2 separate regions of the Mus musculus genome follow, and region 2 is linked to region 1. The links are chromatin contacts, called in public HiChIP or PLAC-seq maps. All regions are on one chromosome and are shown on one strand. The core of a region is the stretch at or near the end of the contact, and the rest is flanking DNA. Distances in the headings are between cores, read along the strand shown. Region 1 has its middle 16 kb from the start of Gm41955. Region 2 overlaps Lmod1 (leiomodin 1 (smooth muscle)).

The links. HiChIP or PLAC-seq counts read pairs in DNA pulled down with a chosen protein or histone mark.
Region 2: an H3K4me3 HiChIP or PLAC-seq map of embryonic stem cells shows a contact between it and region 1, with 29 read pairs. The contact joins two enhancer-like sites. A contact is called at or near these places in 1 of 39 promoter capture datasets (pre-B cells), 1 of 15 datasets of contacts at CTCF or cohesin (pro-B cells), 2 of 484 Hi-C or Micro-C datasets (bone marrow-derived macrophages and embryonic stem cells) and 9 of 115 datasets of contacts at active chromatin or transcription factors (bone marrow-derived macrophages, embryonic stem cells, pancreatic cancer cells and 2 more).

Annotation. Positions count from the first base shown.
Region 1 is chr1:135,216,119-135,219,365 of GRCm38.p6, reverse strand. No RefSeq gene overlaps it. Among named protein-coding and RNA genes, the nearest start is that of Gm41955, 16 kb to the right of the region's middle. Within about 2 kb of position 1,600, at least 35 of the 459 cell types and tissues checked have an H3K27ac peak or open chromatin away from gene starts, as enhancers often do. A contact at or near this core is called in embryonic stem cells, where this site is marked.
Region 2 is chr1:135,357,405-135,360,651 of GRCm38.p6, reverse strand. All of the region lies in intron 1 of Lmod1 (leiomodin 1 (smooth muscle)), which reads right to left. Among named protein-coding and RNA genes, the nearest start is that of Shisa4, 16 kb to the left of the region's middle. Within about 2 kb of position 1,456, at least 44 of the 459 cell types and tissues checked have an H3K27ac peak or open chromatin away from gene starts, as enhancers often do. A contact at or near this core is called in embryonic stem cells, where this site is marked.

The DNA of each region.
Region 1 (3,247 bases), core at 351-2,850:
CCAGAGGTCCTGAGTTCAATTCCTAGCAACCACATAGTGGCTCACAACTATCTGTAAAGGGATAGATGCCCTCTTCTGGTGTGTCTGAAGACAGCAACGGTGTGCTCATATAAATAAAATAAATAAATAATTCTTAAAAAAATAATGTGATTTAAAAAAGAAAGAAAAACCAAAACAAACTAAACCAAACACTCACCCACATAAAATGAAAGTAAATTAAACTTTAAAAAAGGGTCCATAGTTTAGATCAGGGAATACATCTGCTTTTTGTGAGTTGAGTTTTTCCTTTTCCTTCTTTCTTTCTTTCTTTCTTTCTTTCTTTCTTTCTTTCTTTCTTTCTTTCTTTCTTTCTTTCTTTCTTTCTTCCTTCCTTCCTTCCTTCCTTCCTTCCTTCTTTCCTTTCTTCCTTCCTTTCTTTCTTTCTTTCTTTCTTTCTTTCTTTCTTTCTTTCTTTCTTTCTTTCTTTCTTTTTTGTTGTTTCGTTTTGTAGTTGTTGTTGTTGTTGCTGTTGTTGTTGTTGTTGCTGCTGCTGCTGCTGCTGTTTGGTTTGGTCTGTTTTCCATTGAGATAGGTTGTCACTACATATAGCCCAGGCTGAACCTGATCATCTTTTGTCAGCTTTTCAAGTGCTAAGACTATATAGGGATGTCCTGCTATAGTGCCATGTCTGGCTTCTAAGTCATTTTGGGGAAGTTTTCAGGGAAGTTTTTGAGTTTGGGGGGGTGGGGGTGGGGTGAGGGTGGCCTGGAACTGCGGGTGACTTTGAATTTCTGGCCCTTCTGTCTTCACCTTCTGTGTGTTGTGATTACAGGCATGGATCACACCCTATTTATGTGGTACAATAGATCAAACCCTGAGCTCCACACTTACTGTGTTAGCATGTACCAAATGAGTTATGTCCCAAGCCTTGGTAAGCCATCTTTACATTGGACTTGGATAGTATAGTCATGATAGTGAAAAATGGTATATAATAGGATTATATCTGGGCAGTGAAGCCAAAGGGCTCTGCTGAAAAATAAACAGTGAGGCAGAGGACACCAAGGTACCTGCCACAGGGTCAAAGGGTCAAAGGGAGGAAGGTGATGCCAAGTTGGGCCCAGGTGAGGATCACCTTGGTAACCTTGCTCAAAGATTCCAAAAACTCCTTGCAGTTGCTAAGGCTGTCTGCAACAGCATCCGTAGGCCAGAGCATCATAGTAGAGAAGAGCTAAGCCTAGCACTAAAGCTAGACTTAGGTGCACAGGACAAGTGTAGACAAGTCCCAGGCTTGGTGTGACACTGTACCATGGACCCTGGGGGAAAGTGAGTGGGACTGTCCCCTGCCTGCTGATATCTTAGACAACCAGGGCCGCCGTATGCTTTTGCTACTCCAGAGATTTAGAATAGGCCAAACTGTGTTTTTCAGCCACCCAAGCAACCTGGGGGGTGGGGTGCGGCCCTGCTACCCAGTTCCCAACCTCCTTTGTAGCCATGGGTTCCAAGGTTGATGTAACCTGAACTGCTCTCATTTGTGTGTGGGCGGGTGTGGTCCTGTGAGTCCCGGGCCAGTGAATGGGGCTCTGTCAGCTGCGCAGGGTGCCAGCGCTCTGCAAATAGATTGAAGTCACGAACCCAACAAAGGGTTCAGCTGGGTTGTCATTGAGGCTGCAGCAACTGTGACTGCACAGGGTGGGGCTGCTGACCAGTGTTCCTGCTCCGGTCTGCTTTCGATTATCCCAGGAGACAGGCTCCCCAAGGGACCGATGAAAACGATTAGTTGGGGGAGCACAGGGCCCTGAGAGCCTTCTGGAAACATCCCAGTAGGAGGAGTGAGGGCAGGTGGGGACCAGGTGAAACTGCCTTTTCTGGTATCTTTCCCCACGGTCCTTTTTGCAGAGAAGAAAATCTATACTGCAGGGATCAGTTCAACAAGGAGAGAACAAAAATTCGGGTTGAACCCCAAGCCAATTCCAGGGGCAGGAGTGGAAAGAGAAAGAAGAGAAAGCAAAAGTTCTGGTTGTCCTCTTTAGGCCAGAGGTTCTTCAGGCTGGAAGTGGGTACCCTGAGGCCTCCAGACACAAATAGAAAATCAACATCTGTATTCTCTCAACAAACACCTCTGGAGGGCCTTAGGTTTTTTCCATGTTTTAGTGTTGAAAATGGAACCCTGGGCTCCATGTATGTATGCAAGGCCAGTGCTGTACAGTAGCCCCAAGCACACATATGTTCATGCTCTTAACTGTTTGTTTGTTTGTTTGTTTGTTTAGAGTACTTCTTCATACTGAAGCCAAAGCTAAAACAGACATCGATTCTCTTTCTTTGTTTGCTTGAGACAAGTTTCTCTGTGTAGGAGACAATGAAAAGAAAAACAGGATAAGAGAATCTGAGTATTCATTTTGGAGAGACAAATGACAAGTTTATGAAGAATAGGGGTGTTTAAAAGGGGGAAATATGGGGCTAGAGAGATGGCTCAGTGGGTAAGAGGACTCCCTGCTTTGTCCACAGCCAGAGTCTGGTTCCTGGAACTTGCTCTGTAGACCAAGCTGGTCTCGAACTCACAGAGATCCACCTGTCTCTGCCTCCCAAGTGCTGGAGTGCATGTGCTACCACACACAACACTATTCTTTTATTTTTGACATAGGGTCTCACTATATAGCCCTGGCTGGTCAGACGAACCAGGCTGTCTTTTGGATTTATAGAGATCCACTTGCCTGGGCCTCCTAAATGCTGGGCTTAATGGTGTACGCCACTATCCCTGGCCACAGTTTTGATCATGGGATTTGTTCTCTCTCTTTCTATAAGGTACAGGACTATTTGATTTATTCTTGCTTCAGTTGTGTCACTTGTACCTGTGACACTTTGGTTTCCAAACACCGCTTTGGTTCTTGCTATGTCCTGTCACCCTGGAATTTGAAGGCTATTTCCGATCAGTCTGGGGATATTTTCTTGACTTAGTTCAGTGATGTCTCCTTTACTTTGATCCCCACCCTTTTTTCAAAAACAACAAAAACATTTTGAGACGGGGGTCTTACTATGTAGTTTCTCTGTGTAGCTTTGGCTATCCTGGAACTCAATTTATAGACCAGTCTGGGTTTGAAATCACAGAATCTGTCTGCCTCTGTCTCCCAACTGCTGACATTAAAGGTGTGCACCACCAAGCCTGCCTTATTTCCCCCTTTTAAACACCCCTATTTTTCATAGGTGTGTCATTTGTCTCTTCAAAATGTCGATTCAGTTTCTCTAACCCATTTTCTATCTCGTTGTCGTT
Region 2 (3,247 bases), core at 207-2,706, 140 kb before region 1:
CTTCCTTCCTCTGCAGAGTTGCAAGCCTTTGCCCATTTCACAGTGCTTGCTTCCCTTCCCTACAGAAGATGCAGAGGGAGCAGTAGATGACACAGGCCTTTTGACTAGCCATAAGATGGAGAGTCAGGAGCAAGGGATGTGTCACTAAGGGATGCCCCTGAGATCTTTTCCTGTACTGTTTTTCTTTTTTACAGTGAAGAGAGACCAGGAAGGGCTTCTTTCTTTCAGGTGTACCCGACAGAGTGTAGGACAAGGGAGAGGCAGGGTTTGGAAGAGCAACAGTCCATGGTACCCTCTGGCCATACAGCCCTTCCTTACCCCCTCCCTTCCCAGAGGGGAGAGAGAAGAGGTCGTGCCTGCATTGCAAACACCCTAGTAGGGACCAGTCCTGGGTTTTTTTTTTTTTTTTTTTTTTTTTGGTTGGTTGGTTGGTTTTTTTGACTTCTTTCCCACAATCACACCAGGCAGGCAAGGGCTGGAGGCCTGGGAGTCAGGGCCTTGGACTGTGCCCCTTTCAACCTTAAGCCCAGAGAGTATACAGCTGTACTGCATGTCACTGGAGTTGTGTGGTGAACAGAGCCCCTTCACTCTCACTCTGGATCCCTGGGAGCTGCGTCTGGCCCATTAGATTATCTGGAGCAGCTTTCCATTTAGGGCTCCTTTATAAGACCTCCTTAGGTTAGCCTGGGAATCACTTCTCCCATCCCACCTCACTGGGCCCTTAACACCCTCCTCTTGTTGCACGAACGTGATGGAGAGCGCTAGCTCTTGAGCAAAGTTTTGGAGGGACAGAGCCTGCTACCTTCTTTCTCTCTCTGCTCCCCAGACATGCCCATCTACTTACTGTTTACCGCTCAAACACCTCCCCAGAACGCCCGAACTGCTCAGCTTGCAGGCTTGCCCTTCAAGGGAGGCTAAGATCCACAGAGATGACAACCAACTGGACTGGGCAGGCTTAGGCAATCTGGAACTCAGGCCCAACTGTCTCAATAGCAGCCATCAAGTCAATACAAGAGTATCTGATCTTTCCCATTCGGAGGTTAAGGCTCCGTGCCCCACCTGCTCCACACTCCTCTTGCCTGAGTGCCACACCACCCACAGAGCCTCACAGATCACTCCCCCCCCACACCCACCCCTAACTCAGAACCCCTCAAGTAAGACTGATCTTTACAGTTTAACCCTTTCTCTTCCCAGACCTCTCACATCCTGACCTTTGACCTTATCAGACACCAGCTGCCACTCCTCCAGTCATACTCTGGACCTGGGGTCTAGGTTGACTGAGCTCTACCAAGAGGTGTGCCAACGCTTTAAAAAGAACCAAATGTAAACGGGGCTGGGTGGGGGTGGGGAAAGGTTGATTAATCACTGCTTTCCTCCAAATAGCAGGAATGAATGGGGCTGGGGCATGTTGGAGCAAGCTCAGCTCTGGGAGCTCAGACCTTGCCTTAAAAGGAGAAGGAGCACAGACTGCTCCCAGGCCTGGGATTTTGCAAAGTCCAGCTCCTTGCACATAGCCAAGCCTCCTCCTTATACTTATCTGAGAGGGAGTCTGGGCTGGTGGCTTGGCTTTGTTTGTGGGATTAATACTGTGCATCCTGATGGCTTCCACGGGTTATTTTTTTTTGCCGGTGCTGGCTATCTCTAGACCTTACCTGACCTTTCATCATCTATAGAAAAAAGGAGTTTAGGTTAAATGTAACAAAGAACTCAAGAGGACGAAGGTCTATCAGCCTTCAGATGAGGGATCTAGGCAGTATGATTGTTCCTTCTGGGAACAGATTAAAGGTTACAGGAAGCCCGGAGGGGTAGGTCTGGAGTCTAGCTAGAGTCATGCACAGAGACTAGACTATGGAAAGGATGACCATAGAGAACCTCCGGTGGCCTGTGACACATGAAGGGACCTCTCCTGGGGGTCAGAGGTGAGAAACAACTCCTCACCTGTTTCCTCCAGGCCTGTGGCCATGTGATGGTGTCTTGTTTGCTAAAAGCAGCCCCCGAGGACTTCAGTGAACAAAACAGCATTGTCCCCATCACCAGATACTCTTGAAGCCACTTCCTGTAAAGTCATATCTGATTACAGAGAAGCCACCATGCCAACATTTCCAGTGCCAACAGAGGGGGAGAGAACAGGAGAGAAGAGGTTTGTCTATTTGAAAGTGAGAGCTCATTGAAGGCAAGAACAAAGGGCTCTGTACTGTGGAGCCCTGTTAGCTCAGGCTAACTCTATCCTAGCTATCTCTTTCTTTGCCTGATGGTGAGGTGTCTCCTTGGCCCCACACAGCTGTGAAGAGCAAGTTTGTAGATGGTCCCTGGAGAGCTGCCCATAGAAAGGCTGGAAGGGAATTGCCAGTTTGTAGATGGTCCCTGGAGAGCTGCTCATAGGAAGGTTGGAAGGGAATTGTCTTTGCTTATGAGCCCCCTCTCCAGCACCTTGCCTAGGAGGCAGGGATGCCTGCAGTGCCCCCCCCCCCCAGCTGGGATACCACTGCCTCCAATTCAGAAACATTTGTTTCTTCCCCCAGCAAGTCTGAGGTGACCCTGCTTCAGAGGTTCAAAGCCACTCTTCCTGCATTTCCAGGATCTGGGCGGCCTTGGAAGACTCTCCAACTGGAAGCAACCGGATCGCGCCCGAGCCTGAGCTCTAGATTGGAGTAGTGGCTCTGAGTCTCCCATTCTGTCTTTGTTGGACATTGTTTCCAGGTCTTAGCAATGTTGCTGTTGACCTTGGTGGTCTGTGGAATGTCACAGCACGGGCAGCCTCAATGTGGAGAGCTAGGGCTTGCCAGGCCTTTGGCCCTGGTCAGCTGTTTCCTCCAGGATCGAGGCTGTTCTTTCACCAGCAGAGCAAGAGAAACATGTGGTAGTGTCTCCTAGTCCTGCTTGCAGAATGCAAACCCCTCGCCACCTCTCCATTCTGGTTCTATACATTCTCTCAGAACCCCAAATCTTGGTCCCTTGCTCCTCCGACCCCAGCTGCCCCGTGACTTCCTAGTCCAAGTCCCCAAAGCTACCAGTGCTATCTGTTTGCAGAAGAGAGGGCAGAGAGGAGCTGGCCACAAATCCCCTGAGAAAACAGCTCCCTTTCAAGCTGGTGTGAAGGGCAAAACAGACACCCCAGCCAGGGCTACTGGGGACAGAGGGAGTGAACTCCTTCCAGGCTCCTGCTTCATTCTACCTGGAGTGACAATGAAGATTCCAGATTCTCCTGGAGGGTCCCCTGCCATTTGGGGACTGTAGCATTTCAGGC